Linked DNA regions of Mus musculus: regions 2, 3 and 4 are each linked to region 1. The links are chromatin contacts, called in public HiChIP or PLAC-seq, Micro-C and promoter capture Hi-C maps. All regions are on one chromosome and are shown on one strand. Each heading gives the region's core, a stretch centred on a gene start, on an enhancer-like site or on the middle of the called end of the contact. The rest is flanking DNA. Distances are from core to core; before and after follow the strand shown.

Region 1 (4,517 bases), core at 776-3,275:
CCCAACTTTAAACACACACACACACACACACACACACACACACACACACACACTCGCACCTCTGTCAACGTCACAACTTCCAAAGTAGCTGGGAGCTGCTGATAGTTCATATCTTGGGTAAGGAAACTTTGGCTTAAAATGCTTAAGTCATTTGCCCAAGGACACAGAGTCAGGTCGGGAAAAGGACTAGGGAATAAGGTCTTGCCTCATCTATCACAGAAGCCTTCTCAACAGAGGCGAGTAAGGGGTGAGAACAAAGTCCTCTGACAGGGGCCATCCAACCTCTCAACCATCCATCCCTCTCCAAGTCACAGGTGCCTTCCATGCGACTGCCAAGGCCACCTCTGCTGCTTCCTCAACCATCTTCTAGATTGGGCCATTCACAGACTGGCTTTAAAGCCACTTGTTTACCCAGGTGTCCTAATGTATGCCTATAATCTCCATTGTAAAGCACATTTCATCTGTACAGGTGTCTACCTGCCTATACTCTAATCTCAATTACGCTACTCTTCAGTTGCATAACCTTGGGTGGGTTAAGTGCCTTAAACACTGTATTTTAGTTTACTCTTCTGTAAAGTGAAAATGGTAACCATGGCCACCTCAGAAGACCGTAAAGATTTTAAAAAAACAAACTATATATATATATATATATATATATATATATATATATATATACACACACACACACATACATACAATTCCCAGAACATATTCCCAGTGCAGTAAATACTAACTACCATGATAATAACATTCTTTCTTTAGCTCCTCTTCATAGTGATACTTTATAAACAATGGAGGACAACTGGGGGAAACATTCAGATTTTTGGTCTTCCTGTTTGCCTGTCCTATTCCAGTGTCCCTTATTACTACCTCTGTGTTCAATGAAGCTTGGAGCTGGGCTGTGTGATTACCTGGCCACTGCCAAAATCTGTTCCTTGCGGAAGAGCCTGTCCCTTTCTGCACCATGTGACCGTGGATCATCGGGTGATTTCTCAGCACCAAAGACACAGGAATAGAGCACTCGGCAAAGGCCTGTATCTTCCAAATTCGGGGCCCTCAGAGTGTGGATGAGGAAAGCGTGGACCATAGCTCCAGGGTGGGTGCTCCAGGAAAGCCAGAGACCTAGATGGTGAAAGTGAATCCCCTGCTAAGGAGGCACCCTAATGAGGGGTGTGGCCTGGGAGTGTGTCCAGAGATTGTGTGGCTAGACAGCGATCACCATCTAGATCTGCCTAGCCTCTGAATAATCTAGTGCCTGCTCTGCATCACAGAACAAGGGCCATCCATAGCTGGACATATCTCCTATGTCGCTAAACCTACTTCTGCAAAACTGTCAGGGAATCTCCAAATGCATACGGGTCATGCGAGTGCAGGAAAAACTGAGAACTAAAAAAAAAAAAATCAGAGACCACAGCTGAATGCCAAGTCTGCTCCCGGAACAAAATAACCCAGCCTCCATACCGGGCTCCATTGAGACAACTTTTAGTATGGAGTGTGAGAGGGGAGTCTTCATCAGTGACACTTGGTTTTGAATGCAGGAACATGTCTTTGTTTTAGGAAACACTCAAGAAAATACCTCTAAAATGCCGCATCTGCAACCGATTCACATCGGCTGGGACAGAGTGAGCGGGGCAAACCTTACCCAAAGGGATCTACCGAGATAACCGAAATCATTTCAAAAAGAAAGACGTGGTGGCACGTACCTGAAATCCCAACCCTCGGGAGGCGGAGGCAAGAGAATCAGGAATTCAAGTCAGCCACAGATACACAGAGAGAGAGCCTGGCCGCTCTGGGCAAAGCGAGAGTGGCAGCCCCCGGTCTCAAGGCTGAGGAGAAACAGTGTTTAGCCACAGCTAAAGCTAAACAGACCAAGAATTCAAAGTTACCCAACAGGAAATTTAGCAAGCCCGCTTCAGGAAGGGAACCTAGATTTGCAGACTTTGACCTCTGGTCACCCTTCTGCCGCCAGCTGAGCGCGTCATTACCCCAGGGCACCACGTCCTCCTCCCACTATCTGCCCCAGTTGCGTCACTGCCTCGCGCGGGCAGCAGCGGCGCGCTGAACTCTGGGGTTTGTAGTTCAGCCATGGGCCTGTGGTCCCGGCGTGGTCCTCGACTTCCCGAGGACGTACACGCTTCTGACCAGCCGATCCCCTCGGCTGCGGGGGCGCCCTGGAGGGCTCATGGCTACGGAAAGCTTCTTTGAAGGCGCTAGAAAGCCCTTGATCAGCTGCGGCCTGGCCACTGCGAGGGCGACCGCCAGGGGGCGCTGAGGACCCCGGCGGCGTGCGCGGAACTGTCCAAGGAAGCCTCCGCTCGGCTGTCCTCAGGCCAAGCTCTGTGCAGTAGTAATGACCGAATTGCAGGAGCAGAAGTCTGCCTGCTGAAACGCAGTCATGAGTTTACATTTGAACCAATGGCCCAAGAGGTGTTTGGGACACACACATTCCTTTAACTCTGAAAGGCATGGGAATTCCTTAGGCTTTCTAAGGCAGGTCTACAGTCACTTGACTAGTGTCTGAGGACAAAAAGAAAGATTTGAGTGGCCCAGGCAGGGGTTCTGAAGAAAGCCCCTCATTAAGGACTGCATCCTGAACCCTCTAGGCCATAAGAACTAGGGCAGTTTCAGGGGACTGGTACTGCATATGCTGCGAGTGTTTCGATCTCAGATGCAATACAAAAGGATGGGTCCAGGCAGAGTGGTGTCTCAATCAGAGAGCTAGGGAGTTATGTTTGCTCCATTCTTGGCAGAAGTTCCTTGTCCCCGGTCCCTATCACTCTGGGCCAGGCCTCATGTCTGCCAGCAGATTGTAGCAAAGAACTGGCAGAGAGGTCTGTGGCAGCTGGGGGGCCACTTGGCATTGAGAGCATGATATCCTGGCCTCTCTTCACTGTTCAGACAGTCCATATCAAGTCCCAAAACCACTGGAAACTACTAATCTTGTGTGGGATGTGGGGAGAAGAATGCACTGAGCCAGTACCCTGGAGGACAGTGGGGGACCCAGGCAGAGGTGGTACAACAGATGACTTCCCTGGTCAGTGCTGGAGGCAGGCAGAACTGGAGGGCTCACCTGATGTGGGTGTGCCCTGGGAGATACTTGCCCTGTGGCCATTGGCCTCTTTTGACCTTTGCTTCAGAGAGTCTGTTGGGTCCCTGGAAACATGCGTGCATGCCACCTCAGACATGGTCAAAAGCAGCCAGCCTAACAGTGTCTACTTCATGTTAGCAATGTGCCTGGCCATCTAGCAAACCCACTGAAGTAATAATTTACTTTGAATTCTTCCTTCTTCCTCTCTCTCTCTCTCTCTCTCTCTCTCTCTCTCTCTCTCTCTCTCTCTCTCTCTCTCTCTTTCTTTCTCTTTTTGAGATCCTCAGAGATCCATCTGCCTGCCTTGAATTTTGAATTTAAAGGGAGCTGAGAGCCAGGCACTACACCTTCAATCCTAGCACTGGAAATGCAGAGGCAGATGGATCTTTGTGAGTTTGACACCAGTTAAGGATACATAGATCCTTCTTAAAAAATAGATAAGGTGGTGGCAAAAGCCTTTAATCCCAGCACTTGAGAGGCAAAGGTAGGCAGATCTCTGTGAGTTTGAAGCCAGCCTGGTCTAAAGAGAGAGTTCCAGAATGGCCAAAGCTACACAGAGAAACCCTGCCTCAACAAACAAAGAATAAAAAAATAAAAATAAATAAACAAATAGGCTAAGAATATAATAGAATCCCTCCCTGGCACTAGAATAACACAAGGCTTGAGTTAGACATGGGTCAGATTTATAATAGGGAAAGAAACTTGGGTGTGGTCTCTCATTTGGCAGATGACTAAGTCACACATCACAGTGCAAAATGGAAAGTCTTTGGATCCTGAGCTCTGCTTCCCACAGCCTGTGCATGGAGGGAAGGGAGGAGGGGAGAACCTGAACAAGATGGTGAAGGGTGGACATGATCTGAGAGAACAGACACGCTGCCGCTGTCACAAGAATGCTTTCCCTGGGAGACCCAAACAAATATTTACTGTTTCTGTGTACAGCATGACAACAATGGAAGATTCCACTAGAGCCTGACTTGGGGAAAGAATGAGTTCCACCAGCCTATTTATCAGCCGAGCGCAGGGGGAGGGGCTGGCTAGTCCAGTAGGCAGTCTATGTAAGTGATCAGTTTCAGGCTGTACACATGCAGCGGAGGAAGCCAGAGTTGCTAGTATTTGCACACACTGTTCAGTTGTTAATACACATGTATACATTGACTCCTCTTGTGCCTGGCCCATATGGGCAATAGCTTTGCTAATTTCTTTCTTTTTTTTTTTTTTTAAAGATTTATTTATTTATTATAAGTACACTGTAGCTGTCTTCAGACACTCCAGAAGAGGGAGTCAGATCTCATTACAGATGGTTGTGAGCCACCATGTGGTTGCTGGGATTTGAACTCTGGACCTTCGGAAGAGCAGTCGGGTGCTCTTACCCACTGAGCCATCTCACCAGCCCAGCTTTGCTAATTTCTTATGAGTCAATTGGCCTTGG
Region 2 (4,517 bases), core at 728-3,227, 790 kb after region 1:
GATTTTAAAAGTCTGGGTAAGCAACAGGTATTTTTACAATAGCTAATATTTTATATTTATTATTTTTTAGCCTTTTAAATATGTATTTGGGGACAGAGTCTCATCTTGCCAAGGCTGGCCTCTGATATATATCCATCTAAGGCTGAACTGGCAATCCTAGTCTTCCAGCCTCCACATGCCAAGGGCTATGTGTTATATGAGGTTGTGGATGGGACACCACACTCTGCTCATTAGTATTTTCAGTTGCTTCATATTGTACATGTGTCTAAGAGAAATCATGACTAAACAAATGTAACAGAGCTCTAGAAATTACCACAAGGCATCCTCTGTCTAGAAAATGCATTACATTGCAAACAACACAATTCCATTTAAAAGTTTGGCTATGAGCAGAAGCAAAGTCTTCTGGGTTTTTTTGTTTTGTTTTGTTTTGGTTTTTTTGGTTTGTTTTTTCGAGACAGGGTTTCTCTGTATAGCCCTGGCTGTCCTGGAACTCGCTTTGTAGACCAGGCTGGCCTTGAACTCAGAAATCCACCTGCCTCTGCCTCCCAAGTGCTGGGATTAAAGGTGTGCGCCACCACCGCCCGGCTCAAAGTCTTCTATTGAAATAAGACGCCAACGCAATGTCTTTGTGATCTTCGGGTACATCAATAAAACATTCTTTACCATTTTGTTGGGTAATGATTAGGTTTTGCTTGTTTCTGTTATTATTTCAAGACAGGGTCTTACTATGTGGCCCTGTCTGGCCTGAGCTATAGAGCAGGGTGGCCTGAATCTCAGAGTGCTGGGATTAAGAGGCGTGGGCCACCAAAGGCTGACCAACTATTAGGTAACAGGCACTAGCCTAAATATGCATGGGAAATAGAAGTATTCTTAGCCTTCAAGAGCTTAGCACGAGAAACTCATACCAACACTGCCCTCGTGTGCCACATATGATAAGACTCTACAACTGGACCTTTGTGAGGCATAAAAGGATTCTACTGTAGGAAAACCAAGCAGGTCCTGAAAGATGAGCAACATTCTTCAGGGTGATAAAGAGGAAAATAGCAATGCCCATAGAAGCGACTATAGAACTGTGCAAACACAAAGCCATGGAATTGCCTGGTGTGATGAGGTCCTGCAATTAATTCTGTGAAGCTGGTACACCCACGGATTGAGGATGATTGAGGTTAAGTTGGAAACCACTCAGAGAGTGACAAATGTAGGCTGACCAATTGATGAGCGCTCCACAAGCAGTTTGTACTTTATATCTTAAAAAGAAATAAAGCCAACGAGACGGTAACCATTGTAATCACGTTACTAGTTTTAGCCTTGAGAAAGACCCACAGCTAAGGGCACTCCAACCCCGGTGAGTTGCCACTGCCTCGGGTTCCTCATTAATAGTGCCCCAAGACTGAAAAGCGGTTCATCCCCTTTTCTCAGCTTTGGTCAGTACTGTCACCCCGCCCGCTGTGGCGATCCCGCCTTCCTGTGAGAGCCCCTGTGGTCCGACTTCAGCAGTTTCCGGAAGGAGACTGGCACTCGCTGTCGCCGCGGGGCGGCCTCCCTCTACGTGATCTAAGCATCCTTCCGGAGGCCAACAGACCTCGGTTTAGGGGTGGCTTCTCAGCTTGCCTCAGTTGGCGCAAAGGAAGGACCAGATTGCTGCCCCTAAAGTGCGTAAAGTGGCAGACGCTCAGGCGAGCCGCCATAGGGACGGACGCCAGCACGCGTAGTGGCCGGGGCGAGCATTGCTGGCTCTGCCGGGAGGCTCAAGCCAGCAGCAGACAAGCAAGGTAAGCTGGGCTGTGGGACGGAAGGTGGGGCGTCGGGCAGCTCACCTGTAAAAGGCAGAGTCCCCGAGTGGATTCCAGTTCGCAGTGTAACAGTCCATGTCTAGTACAGCTGGCGGCAAGAGTCGCCGAGGAAAAACCCGCCTAGCGCAAGCTCAGGCCGCACTTCCGCTTCCGCCCTTCGGGGTCACGTGACGAGGCCGCCTTAGCGGCCATCAGAACTGTGGGCAAGCTACGCTGAGCTATCGTCCTGCCCTCGGCGCGGCGGCCCGAGTGGACCTAGCCCTGGTTTCTGTCCTCCACAGCGGCCAACCTCGCTGCCTTTCTGACTCCTCCGGCGTTGGGGATCGCATAGGGCGGGACACGGGTGACCGAAAGTGGGAGCCATGAGCATCTGAGGCACAGATGCTGGAGGCGTTGGCTGGACCACCGTAGCGCACGCATGGCGAGCGCTGGGCGTCGAGCTGCGTACCTACAGCTAACCTGGGCACCCGGGCTCTGTGGGGCGGGATCTTTGCAGAACCCACCGCTCTCCAGGGGCATGGGATCATTGACTCTAGATCAGGACATCGCTGCCGAGACGCTGTCGCACGGCACCTGGGCCTGCCCTACTGGCCCGTGAATCCCTGGAGCCCCCGAGAGACTTGGTAACTGGCGCGAGCGGACGAATGCGCACGCGCGGGGCCGCCGTTGACACGTGGCAGGGCAAAGGCGTCTCTGCGCGCGCGAAGCGCTGTAGTCTAAGACTACGGCCCAAGTGACCCTTCTTCCCTCCGAGTGTGATAAAGGCTGCTGCCGTGTTGGGATTCGCCTTGCCGCTCCCACTTTCCTCCCCATTACACAGAGCAGCCAGGGAGGGGCCAGCGCGCATGGGTCATCTTGGAACAGACCGGACCTACCTAGAGTCCCTGCCCTCTGTCAGCTTATTGGCCTCTCCCTGCAGCTGGTGTCAGTGGCAGCATGGTCTTCTGTTTGGAAAACGAGATGCCACACCGCCTGCTGGGAAGCGCCATGGTCCACTTCCATGCCTCAGAAGTCCAGCAGCTGCTACACAACAAGTTCGTGGTCATTTTGGGGGACTCCAGTGAGTGACCACTCTAGGATGACATTTCACCGCCCTGTATCTTCAACCTTTTCTTTGTCTGCACGCCACATCTCCATTTCAGACTTCTCCATCTCTTACTCTGTTTCAGGACACTAGACTGCATTTTTTTCTTTTTTAAATTCCCTATGTACCTTCCCTGGGTGCCCCGGCATATCATTTGTGCACTATTTTTTAGCCCATGAGTGTGGCATCTTTATTTGTTGTTGCCCTTCATGATTTTCTTAAAAGGACCTGTGGGCTATGTTGTGTGTTTTCCTAGGGATGGGACCAACTTAATTTTGCCATTTGGTCTTTGGTCGCTGTACATAAGCTAGAGGAGAGGGAAATAGCTGGAAAGAGCAGAGCTAGGGCTTTAAAATCTCGTCTTTTCTTCTCTAAGCCAACCCTCCATAGAGCTGCTGTTGGAGAGTCAATCCCTGGAAAACAAAGGCCTTCATTTGGGAAACTCTGGGAGGGGGTGAGGCCGACCTTAACCTTGGGATCCCTGTCTCCCTGCAGTCCAAAGAGCTGTGTATAAGGACCTGGTGCTTCTGCTCCAGAAAGACACACTGCTCACAGCTTCCCAGTTAAAAGCCAAGGTGAGAGAAGCTTGGCAGCCATGCCAGTGTTGGGTGGGTGCAGACCCTGGCCTGAAAAGGACCACCTACCTGGCATGGATCTGACCATCGGGTGGGGTGGGTGGGCAGGGGGAGCTGAGCTTTGAACAGGACCAGCTGGTGGCTGGGGGCCAGCTGGGAGAGCTGCACAACGGGACACAGTACCGCGAGGTCCGCCAGTTCTGCTCTGGCTCTGGCCACCACCTTGTGCGCTTCTACTTCCTCACCCGAGTTTACTCCGAGTACCTTGAGGACATCCTGGAGGAGCTGTCATATGGACCTGCCCCTGACCTAGTGATCATCAACTCCTGCCTCTGGGATCTCTCCAGGTTCAGGCGGGGGGAGAGGGAAATACTGGTTGGAGGTGGAGGTATGGCAGCACTCCTGTGCTCTTGCCCACCCTAAGTGTTACCCAACAGATATGGCCGCTGCTCAATGGAGAGCTACAGGGAGAACCTGGAACGAGTCTTTGTACGAATGGACCAGGTTTTACCAGACTCTTGTCTGCTGGTGTGGAACTTGGCAATGCCTCTGGGGGAACGTGTCACTGGGGGTTTCCTCCTGCCAGAGGTGAGTGACCGGGACCCTTCCGGACAGGGGATAGAGTGGCTGGCCGGCAGCTAGGAGACCCTCTTAGAGACTCCACTTTGTCAATTAGCTCCAGCCCCTGGCAGTGTCTCTGCGACAGGATGTGGTTGAGGGGAACTTCTACAGCGCTACACTAGCCGGGAAACACTGTTTCGACGTCCTAGATCTCCACTTCCATTTCCGGCATGCTGTCCGTCACCGTCATCGAGATGGTGTCCATTGGGACCAGCATGCACACCGCCACCTCTCGCACTTACTTCTGGCCCACGTGGCCGATGCCTGGGGTGTGGAGCTGCCCAAACATGACCGGCTGCCAGGTAAGCCCTCCCATAGACTGGTTGGGTATTGGTGTAGGTAGGACCTTTGGAGCACAAGGCACAAAGAACTAAATGGGACTGAAGTACTTGTAGAAAGTAGGGGACCTCTTGAAGAACAGTTGTAGCTCCTGAATGTTCCTTT
Region 3 (4,517 bases), core at 521-3,020, 580 kb after region 1:
TTTAATCCCAGTTCTCAGGAGGCAGAGACAGGCAGATCTTTGAGGCCAACCTGGTCTACAGAGTGAGTTCTAGAACAGCTACTCAGTCAGACACTGTCTCAAACAAACAAACAAACAAACAAACCTATAAAAATTATACAGATACCTTAAAAAGAAAAAAGTTTTCCTGGGTGTTGGGGAAATGGCTCAAACAATAAAGTGCCTGCCATACAGGTATGTAAACCTGAATTTGTATCAGCAACAACAATATAAGAGCAGGCCCTGAAGCCTGTTCTGTCTGTAACCCCAGCACAGGAGCCACTAGGTCTGTTACTAATCATCCAATCAGAATCTGTGAGCTCCAGTTACAGTGATGGACACTGTCTCAAAAAGTAAGGTAGACAGTAATTGAGGAAGTTGCCTGATGGTGACCTCTGGCCTCCATATGCGCAAGCCAAGAAAGTCCTAGAAGCATGCAATAACTCTTCCTTTCCAGTACTGTTGACTAGAGGTGGGCTATAAGCTCCTCCCACTTCATAGGAGACTAGGAAACAGCATTTTGCAAAGAGAAACTAGATTGTCATGGCTGCCCAGGAGCAATCAAAGTTTGTCCCCTGGGGGTGGGATTTTTCACTCTGGGTTCATGAGCAGGTTGTAATCAGGTAAGAAGTCCCCAGTCAGTGAGGGCCATGTTACCAATGGTCTGGAAGGCACAGATGTTCAAATGTTCACAGCCAGGCAGGCTGCCTTACATAGAACCCAGAAGCTGGGATGCTGGTCTCAAATCTCTTTGTCACAACCTCTTATATAGCCTGTTTCCCCACCAGTGCCTTGGAGAAAGTATGGTATCTCTCTCAGTTTTCCTTCACAGCGTCTCAAATAGATGGCACTGACAAGGCTGAAGACTGAATAGACACCGACAGGCCTGGGACAGGCACTTCTGTTACATAGGACTTGGGAGAATCTTTCTTACCTTGATAGCCAAACCAGCCACGTGTGAGGCCCTCCTAAGGGAGGTAGACCATCCTGACCTACCCACCTTCAGTTCCAGCTCCACTTTTCCCTTCCCTTCCCTTCCCTTCCCTTCCCTTCCCTTCCCTTCCCTTCCCTTCCCTTCCCTTCCCTTCCCTTCCCTTCCCTTCCCTTCCCTTCCCTTTTCCCTTTTCCCTTTTTTTCCCTTTTTCCCTTTTTTCCCTTTTTCCCTTTTTTTCCCTTTTTTCCCTTTTTTCCCTTTTTTTCCCTTTTTCCCCCCTTTCCCCCCTTTCCCCCCTTTCCCCCCTTCCCCCCCTTTTCCCCCCTTTTCCCTTTTTTTCCCCTTCCCCCTTCCCCCTTCCCCCTTCCCCCTTCCCCCTTCCCTTCCCTTCCCGGTCTCTTTATATAGCTATGGTTGTCCTGGAACTATTTTGATCAGGCTGGCTTCGAATTCATAAAGATTCACCTGCCTCTGCCTCTTTAGTTCTGGGATTAAAGACGTGCATCCCTATGCCGGGATCCTTGCATACATTTTCATCTATCCATTGCTAGTTCCTCTTCTGAAAGCATTTTCACTATTAGAAATGCATCATGATTCTCTTTGTATAGATGACAAACTAGGCTTGAAAAGTTTGTGTGACTTCTTCAAAGTCATAAAACCCAGAACCTGTGCCAATTACTTCTGCTCAATTACTTTCAAAGCGACCCATCCAGGATAATATTTTTCCCTCTCCATGTTCTAAGGTCAGAAACTAGAAAATGGTCATGGAAAACTTCGACTACGGTTTTTTGAACCTCAGCGGCTCCGGTACCAACGTAAGCGGAAGGTGAGGGCCGCTGGCCGGAAGTGGGTTGTGGAGCGGTTGATGCAGGAGTCTGTGCATTGACTTACCCGGGGCGGCCCGGGACTGGAGTTAGGGAGCTGCCTTCGCGGGCTTCAGGTGAGTGGGCGGCCGGGGAGGACGAGGTGGCTCGACTTGCTGCCTGCACTCTGGCCTCGCCGGGTCCGGGCCGCGCGCTCCGCCATCCCGGTTCTCCCGGGCCTGCTGCGCTTCCCCGCGGGCTGTCCTCGTGCCGCCCCGGAGCACCTCTCAGCATCACCCTCTAGGGTCACCTTATCACGGCGGACTGCTGTGAGAGTGGGTCCGGACGGCGCTTTTAGCCCCCTGCGAGGTGGAGATCGAGTCTGCGTCTCTCACGGGGCTGTTGTGATAGCAGTCTCCCTGGTCTCTCCGTTCCAGTGTGCACGTGAAGCCCTAGCAAAGTGACTTAGCCTAGGGTCTCGGTCGGCGCCTGCGAGTCGGCGTTTCTGATCAGCTTTTCGCCAGCACTTTGAGCAGCGTTTGATGTAGGGCTTAGGACGGGGTGAGGCAATAGGACAAATATCCTTTCTTCATTTTAAGCAGTTTCTGGTTGTACAAACCCAACTCGGGCCAGGAGTGGTTCTCCCTTCTCTTTCTCCCCCCGGGGATAGGAAGTAATTGCTCCTTTTCTGTTAAGATCTTTTTGCTCTAACTCGGGAACTCTGGACAGGAGCCTTTATAGTCGATAGATTCACGCCTCTTCTCAGAGGCTACATTGCTCACTTGGTGTAGGCATCTGGGCATTGCTTCATCCTGTGACGCTCATATATAGATACTCCAACGTCAGAGGGAACTGGTATTTTGTGCTCATGTTTTCTGCACTTTGCCCACACTGAGGACCCAGAACAGTGCCTTTGTTTTTTGTTTGTTTGTTTGTTTTTTGTTTTTTCGAAACAGGGCTTCTCTGTATATCCCTGGCTGTCCTGGAACTCACTTTGTAGACCAGGCTGGCCTCGAACTCAGAAAATCCGCCTGCCTCTGCCTCCCGAGTGCTGGGATTAAAGGCGTAGAACAGTGCCCGGCTTAGAACATTGCCTTTCTAGAACTAGGTTCTAAGGCTTACTGTCCTCAGTTGCCGAAGGCTAGCCCTAGGGAATTTAGTCCTGCTTGGTAGACCAAAATAAAATCTGAAGACTACTATTTCATACAGCTGAGAGTTGTGCCGGACTGATGTGCCTGTGTGTCTTTCTCATTTATCTATCTATCTATCTATCTATTTATTTATTTATTTATTTATTTATCTATTTGGTCCCCAACGGAGTCTTGGCATTTATCATGTAAATAGGTCAATTTATATTTTTTTATTATATGTGTATGGGTGACTTCCATTTATGCATGTCTGCACCATTTGTATGCAGTGCTGGAGGAGGCCAGAAGAGGGCGTTGGATCTCCTGGGACTTGAATTAAGGTTGATTGTGAGCCACAGTGTGAGCGCTGGAAATCAAACCCCAATCCTCTGGAAGAGCAGCCAGTACTCTTAAACACTGAGCAATCTCTCCAGCCAGTAAGTCATCTTTTCTTTTTCTTTGTTTTTTGTTTTTTTTTTTTTTTCAAGTCAGGGTTTCTCTGTATAGCGCTAGCTGTCCTGGAATTTGTCCTGTAGATAAGACTGGCCTTGAACTCACAGACATCTACCTACCTCTGCCTCCCAAGTGCTGGGATTAAAAACTAGCTCTGTCACCACTCCCACCACCAGGCTTCATAAGACTCCTTTCATATAAAAGAATTCTGGCCAGCCATGGTAGTGCACTCCCCTCCCCCCCTCCCCTCCCCAGTGCCACCACAAGACAAGGTTTCTCACTGTAACCAGCACTGGCTGTCCTGGACTCGAACTCATGAGATCTCACTGCCTCTCCCTCTCGAGTACTGGACTAAAGGCATGCGAGGCCTTGCTTGGCTGGTGGTGCCTTTTTTTTTTTTTTTTTTTAAAGATTTATTTATTTTATGTATATGAGTATATGTGTAGCTGTCCTCAGACACACCAGAAGAGGGCATCGGATCCCACTACAGATGGCTGGGAGTCACCATGTGGTTGCTGGGAATTGAACTCAGGACCTCTGGAAGAGCAGTCAATGCTCTTATCTGCTGAACCATCTCTCCAGTACCATGGTGCACATTTTTAATGGCAGCATTCAGGAGATAAAGGAGGCACTGCTCTGTGAGTTTGAGACCAGACAGGGCTGTGAGTAAGACCCGGTACTCTCCCTACCCCTCTAACAAAGGGAATTCTGGAGTTTCTTACTTTAAAATCTTACAAATTTGGGTGTATGTGACTGGAATTCTCTCGTGACTGTGGGTATTTACATTTCTCTCCACCTGCTTGCATTTTCTAGAGTGGAGGGTGGGCTAGGTGACATGTCTAACCTTAGCACACAGTGCAAGGCCTGCCTCTATGGCTAGTGTTAAGTTCTCCAACCCTGGACAAATGACTAAGTGAAGTGCCTATCTAACCTATCAAAGTGGAAATGGCCGTCACGGTCTCCCAGCATCTCCCAGTACCTGTTACAGAGTTTTCCTGACTGGCAGGCTTCCCCTCCTATCCTAAACTCTCTAGCGCATAGGCTGAGCTTCCCTTCTTCTGCCTTCTCTGATTTCTACATAATCTCAGCCATTTTGGCTACCAGCCCTTTTATCCTTTTGCCTCTTGGTTCCTGCTCTCCTAACTTCTTGGCTTCTGGCTATCCTCTCCACATGGCCCAGTT
Region 4 (4,517 bases), core at 106-2,605, 550 kb after region 1:
ATATATATATATAATCACATATAAGCATATATATTACATATATAGGCCAGGTAATTAATATACATATATATATATATATATATATCACATATAAAATAACATTTGTTAAGAAGCCAGCCAGGTGTGGTGGCACACGCCTTTAATCCCAGCACTTGGGAGGCAGAGGCAGGTGGATTTCTGAGTTCGAGGTCAGCCTGGTCTACAGAGTGAGTTCCAGGACAGCCAGGGCTACACAGAGAAACCCTGTCTCGGAAAAAAAATAATAATAATTCAGGAGCCAGGCAGGTCTGTGGTGCCACATGCCTTTAATTATAACCAAGGAAGAGGCAAGCAGATCCCTCTAAGTTTGTGGCCAGCCTTGTGTACATATTGAGTTCTAGGCCAGGCAGGGCCATATAATGAGAGCTCAAAGAACTAAAACAAAACAACCCATCCTCAAAAGATGGAGGAGCGTCTGGACATCAGGGTGCACACCTGTACTCCCATATAATCCAGGCACTTATGAGGCAGAAGCAAAGGATCAGTTTAAAGTCACCATCTACTATACACCAAGTCCAAGGCCAGCCTAGGCTACCAGATACCCTGTCTCAGAACAAAACCAAACAACTAAAGGTGGGGGGCAGCTGCGATAAAATTCCAGCAAAGCCTCAACCTTCAGCCGAACATGGATCTAAATCTCCAAATATACGGAAAGAACGTAGGTGCTAGAGATAAAGCTTACCGTAACAGCGCTTGCCTGACGCCTGGAAGGCCTTAGGTTTATCAACATTGAGAAACAAATTACAAAACATTCCACATTTACAGAAAGTAATACAATGGATGCCTAACTTGCAGTATTAATAAGATATTCGTACACACGTTGCATTTTTCAGTGCTCCAAATTAAACTAAGGGCCTTGGCCATGAGTGCTCTACTACTAATCTACAACCCCAGCTTAGTCCCCTACTTACTCGCCCCACTATTTTCTTCCTTTTTCTTTCTTTTTTTCTTAAACACTTATTTGACGTGTATGAGTGTTTCGCAGGTATGCATATCTGTGTATAACCTGCGTGCCTGACACTCGAGAGGGTCTGAAGAGGGTTTTGGGTCCCCTGGAATTGAAGTAATAGAAGGTTGTAAGCCACTATGTGGGTGCTGCGAACTGAACCCTGGCCCACTGGAAGAGCAGTCAGCGTCATTAAATGCAGACGACCTCCATGTTGCCATATAGCCAGAGACGACCTTGAAATGTTGGTCTCCGAGTCTCCACTTCCCGAGCACTGGGATGGCAAGCAAATGTGGCATCAGGGACTCTTCAGTTAACTGAGGCCCAGGTCAAGCCCAGGGTGGGGGCGGAGCTCAGCGAGCGGCTGGGCAGGGCGGACGGTAGTGGGCGGGGCCTGGCGATCCGGATCCCGCAGGCGCGCTGGCTGCGCTGCCCGGCTGTCTGTCGTCATGGTGGGGCCCTGGGTGTATCTGGTGGCGGCAGTTTTGCTCATCGGCCTGATCCTCTTCCTGACTCGCAGCCGGGGTCGGGCGGCAGCAGGTAGGAGGTGCCGCCGTCCCAGGGCTGGAGGAATCCGTTTTTCAGAGTTCCTGGGCTTTGGTAGGCCCTCGACTCGTGCGCATGCACTGACGAGCTTTCCTGTGCTTACGAGGAGCTTGTGCGCTGGCCCGAGCTTTGCGCACGCGCCTTAGGACACACTCGGAATTAGCGCGGAGCCCAGAGCTGGGGATGCAACCTAGGAACCAAGCCTGCCTTTCTACTCTGCACCAATAGGAGAGGCTGCCGGTTTTCTAATCCTGCCCAGTGTGTTCCGCTTACTAGGAGTAGGAGGGCTAAGCAGCCTTAGGAAACTGAATGCATCTCCCGCCAAAGAGGGCACCCATGCTGCTTTGCCTCGCCTCCACCAGGGTTAGAAGTGGCCTGGCACTGACAACCTGACAGTCCCCCTTACTAACATTTCACGTAAGTGTAGGAGTTTCTATATATCTCTCTGATGCCTGACCCCATAAGCCACCTCAGAGCACCTCTGTGTCCCACGGGCAGAAGAGACAGAAGCTGAGGTAAAGCTGATTGCCAACAAGTCTTCCAGGGAGGGACGATTCAGCCTCGACTGTGACATGTAGTCTCTGGTTGGCGTACCCTATAAAATCATAACATAGCAAGAAGTAAATGTAATCTTGCAGCGGGCATGGAGCGAGATCTGTAAACCTCAGGGTGAGAGTATCCTCACAGGTCGCCTGTTCAAGATGAAGATATCAAAGGAGGTAGGAAATGAGAAGTGAGCATCAGGCCAAAGTGTGCGTACAAAAAAGGCCTTGACAAACCTAAGTTGGGACTTGGTGCTGTGGGCAGCAATAGTCTGAGGTGGTTCAGCAGGGGGATGAGACTCCCAAGATCCTGTGCTTCACTCTCTTGAAGATGGGCTGCTTGACAGTGTTATGATTCCTCCCTCCCAAAAGCTGACGGAGAACCACTGCACAATGAGGAAGAGAGGGCAGGAGCAGGCCAGGTAGGCCGCTCTTTGCCCCAGGAGTCTGAAGAACAGAGAACTGGAAGCAGACCCCGGCGTCGGAGGGACTTGGGCAGCCGTCTACAGGCCCAGCGTCGAGCCCAGCGAGTGGCCTGGGAAGACGGGGATGAGAATGTGGGTCAAACTGTTATTCCAGGTAAGAGGGCCCAGCCTGGGGGAGGGCTGGATTAAAGGCGTTCGGAAGTCTCCCAAGCTAGAGACACACAAGGAGCATGAAGCCAGTGGAGGAAGGACATTTAGTGGTAGGACTGGAGTCTTGGGCCTGGGCTTTGGTCCTTGAAGTCAGCATTTCTTAACTCAATCCCTGTTCTATTGGGCGTCACTTCCTTCATCTTGGTTCAGTGCAATTAGCTGTAACCCTAGAATAAGTGCTTAGAAATAGAGACATTTCAGCTGATATTTACATCCACACAGCAGACACTTGGAGTCTTACAAAATCCGCATGGTTGTGGGAAAGAATGTGTCTTCTCTAGTACTTGAAGTCTGGCTTGGTAGGAAGAAGAGAATTTAGGGGAAATTGGGCTTTGGCTTTGACTCCTTGGGATTATTAGCCCCTTTGTCTTAAAAAGAGACCTTCAGTGGGTATGTGTGCATGCTTATAACTCCTGCACTCAGAAAACAGAGGCAGGAGCATGGGAAGTTTCAGGCCAGCCATGCTTATATAGCCGTTTCAAAAGCAGCACCCAGCCGCAACAAAGAGACCCTCTCTTCACCGTCCGTCCTGTCTCAGATTTGGGTCCTATACTCTGAGGCCCAGGCATCAGCGTATCAGTTATTTTCAGCTGGCCCTGGAGTAGTCCTGAGGTTAGGGTTATTTTTTTCTGTCTGGCTCTGTTACGATAAAGCATCCTTTATTTTAAAGATAAAGCTCCTTTGGGAGGTTGTAGGTAAGGTTGAAGGAGTCTGAGACACTCATCAGTTCCTGACTAGAACATACAGGACGTTGGATTTATGCAGGAATAAACTTCCTTGGAGGTTTGGCACAGAGACAGAAATTAGGGACTTCTGCAGGTACATATGAGTCTCAAACATTCAGGTATTGACATCTTACAGCTGTGCAGTATCTAAGTCTCCTTTGTCCCTGTGTGTGGCCTTCCACCACCACCACCACCCCCCAAGTACATAATGTGTTTGTTCTTACACTGGTATGTGTATGCACATATATGGTAGATGCTTCTGGAAAGCAGAGGTAGGTAGAAACCACCCCTACCCTATCCCTTAAAGAAAGTCACAAGGGGCGGGGGTGAGTCTTCTCTGTCTAGGACTCAGATTGTCTTTGTCTGATCATACTCAGCCCAGGAGGAAGAAGGCATTGAGAAGCCAGCAGAAGTTCACCCAACAGGGAAAATTGGAGCCAAGAAACTACGGAAGCTAGAGGAAAAACAGGCTCGAAAGGCTCAGCGAGAGGCAAGCAAGAGGTTGGGGAATAGCTCCAAGGGGTAGGAAAAGAACCAATCTCTAGTTCCCATGACAGACTGCCCTTGGGGTTCCTTTTACGCTCTGCTGGTGTTTGCTGTCTCCCTGGCTTTGTGGCCTGCAGTCTTAGCCCTTGTCCTGGCCCAGGCAGTGGCTTTCTTTGGCCTCTGTGGGGGGTGAGAAAACTAGCTAGAGGAAGAGGAAATGTGCTATAGAAATCTCTCTCTAGGCAGAGGAGGCTGAACGTGAAGAACGGAAACGCCTAGAGTCCCAACGTGAGGCCGAATGGAAGAAGGAAGAGGAACGGCTTCGCCTGAAGGAAGAACAGAAGGTAAGATTGACCCTGGACCCTGTTGCCTGGCCCATTAGTATCTAACCTTGCTCCCAAATGTCTCCATCCTACAGGATAGGCCATGGTACTGGGTATGGTGGTGACTCCTACCTATAATCCCACTCCTACCTATAATCACTTGAGAAGCTGAGGCAGGAGGACAACCTGGACTAACTAGCTAACTCCTGTCTTCAAAACTAAGGATTGACCATGGACCCAGCACAAGGGCCTGCCTCAGAACATCACCTGCCGAA

Evidence for each region. Promoter capture Hi-C pulls out the DNA fragments that hold promoters and counts their contacts. Hi-C and Micro-C count contacts between places; a contact is called where the count stands out from the background. HiChIP or PLAC-seq counts read pairs in DNA pulled down with a chosen protein or histone mark.
Region 2: a contact with region 1 is called in a promoter capture Hi-C map of pre-B cells, with 4 times the contacts expected there. The contact joins the promoter of Pced1a here to the promoter of Ap5s1 in region 1. A contact is called at or near these places in 1 of 39 promoter capture datasets (pre-B cells) and 1 of 115 datasets of contacts at active chromatin or transcription factors (microglia).
Region 3: a contact with region 1 is called in an H3K4me3 HiChIP or PLAC-seq map of bone marrow-derived macrophages, with 2.9 times the contacts expected there. The contact joins the promoter of Ubox5 here to the promoter of Ap5s1 in region 1. A contact is called at or near these places in 2 of 39 promoter capture datasets (erythroid cells and pre-B cells), 1 of 484 Hi-C or Micro-C datasets (embryonic stem cells) and 2 of 115 datasets of contacts at active chromatin or transcription factors (bone marrow-derived macrophages and pancreatic cancer cells).
Region 4: a Micro-C map of embryonic stem cells shows a contact between it and region 1, with 9 times the contacts expected there. The contact joins the promoter of Ddrgk1 here to the promoter of Ap5s1 in region 1. A contact is called at or near these places in 4 of 39 promoter capture datasets (the 3T3-L1 cell line, the C10 cell line, liver and 1 more), 2 of 484 Hi-C or Micro-C datasets (CD4 T cells and embryonic stem cells), 5 of 115 datasets of contacts at active chromatin or transcription factors (bone marrow-derived macrophages, extraembryonic endoderm stem cells, memory CD8 T cells and 2 more) and 1 of 9 other capture datasets (adipose tissue).

What each region holds. Positions count from the first base shown.
Region 1 is chr2:131,207,868-131,212,384 of GRCm38.p6, reverse strand. Ap5s1 (adaptor-related protein 5 complex, sigma 1 subunit) reads right to left here and starts at 2,025. Exons shown (of 3, transcript NM_001291031.1): 1 at 1,704-2,025; 2 at 912-1,122. The coding sequence starts at 1,087.
Region 2 is chr2:130,421,748-130,426,264 of GRCm38.p6, reverse strand. It overlaps Pced1a (PC-esterase domain containing 1A), which reads left to right and starts at 1,977. Exons shown (of 7, transcript NM_178762.4): 1 at 1,977-2,853; 2 at 3,373-3,452; 3 at 3,561-3,799; 4 at 3,890-4,040; 5 at 4,129-4,375. The coding sequence starts at 2,730. Vps16 (VSP16 CORVET/HOPS core subunit) reads right to left here and starts at 1,945. Exons shown (of 24, transcript NM_030559.3): 1 at 1,818-1,945. The coding sequence starts at 1,870.
Region 3 is chr2:130,627,291-130,631,807 of GRCm38.p6, reverse strand. It overlaps Ubox5 (U box domain containing 5), which reads left to right and starts at 1,770. Exons shown (of 7, transcript NM_001255993.1): 1 at 1,770-1,892; 2 at 3,173-3,319. Fastkd5 (FAST kinase domains 5) reads left to right here and starts at 1,806. Exons shown (of 3, transcript NM_198176.3): 1 at 1,806-1,892; 2 at 3,173-3,319.
Region 4 is chr2:130,661,483-130,665,999 of GRCm38.p6, reverse strand. It overlaps Ddrgk1 (DDRGK domain containing 1), which reads left to right and starts at 1,355. Exons shown (of 9, transcript NM_029832.2): 1 at 1,355-1,525; 2 at 2,446-2,652; 3 at 3,811-3,923; 4 at 4,162-4,263. The coding sequence starts at 1,435. It also overlaps a transcript of Itpa not described here.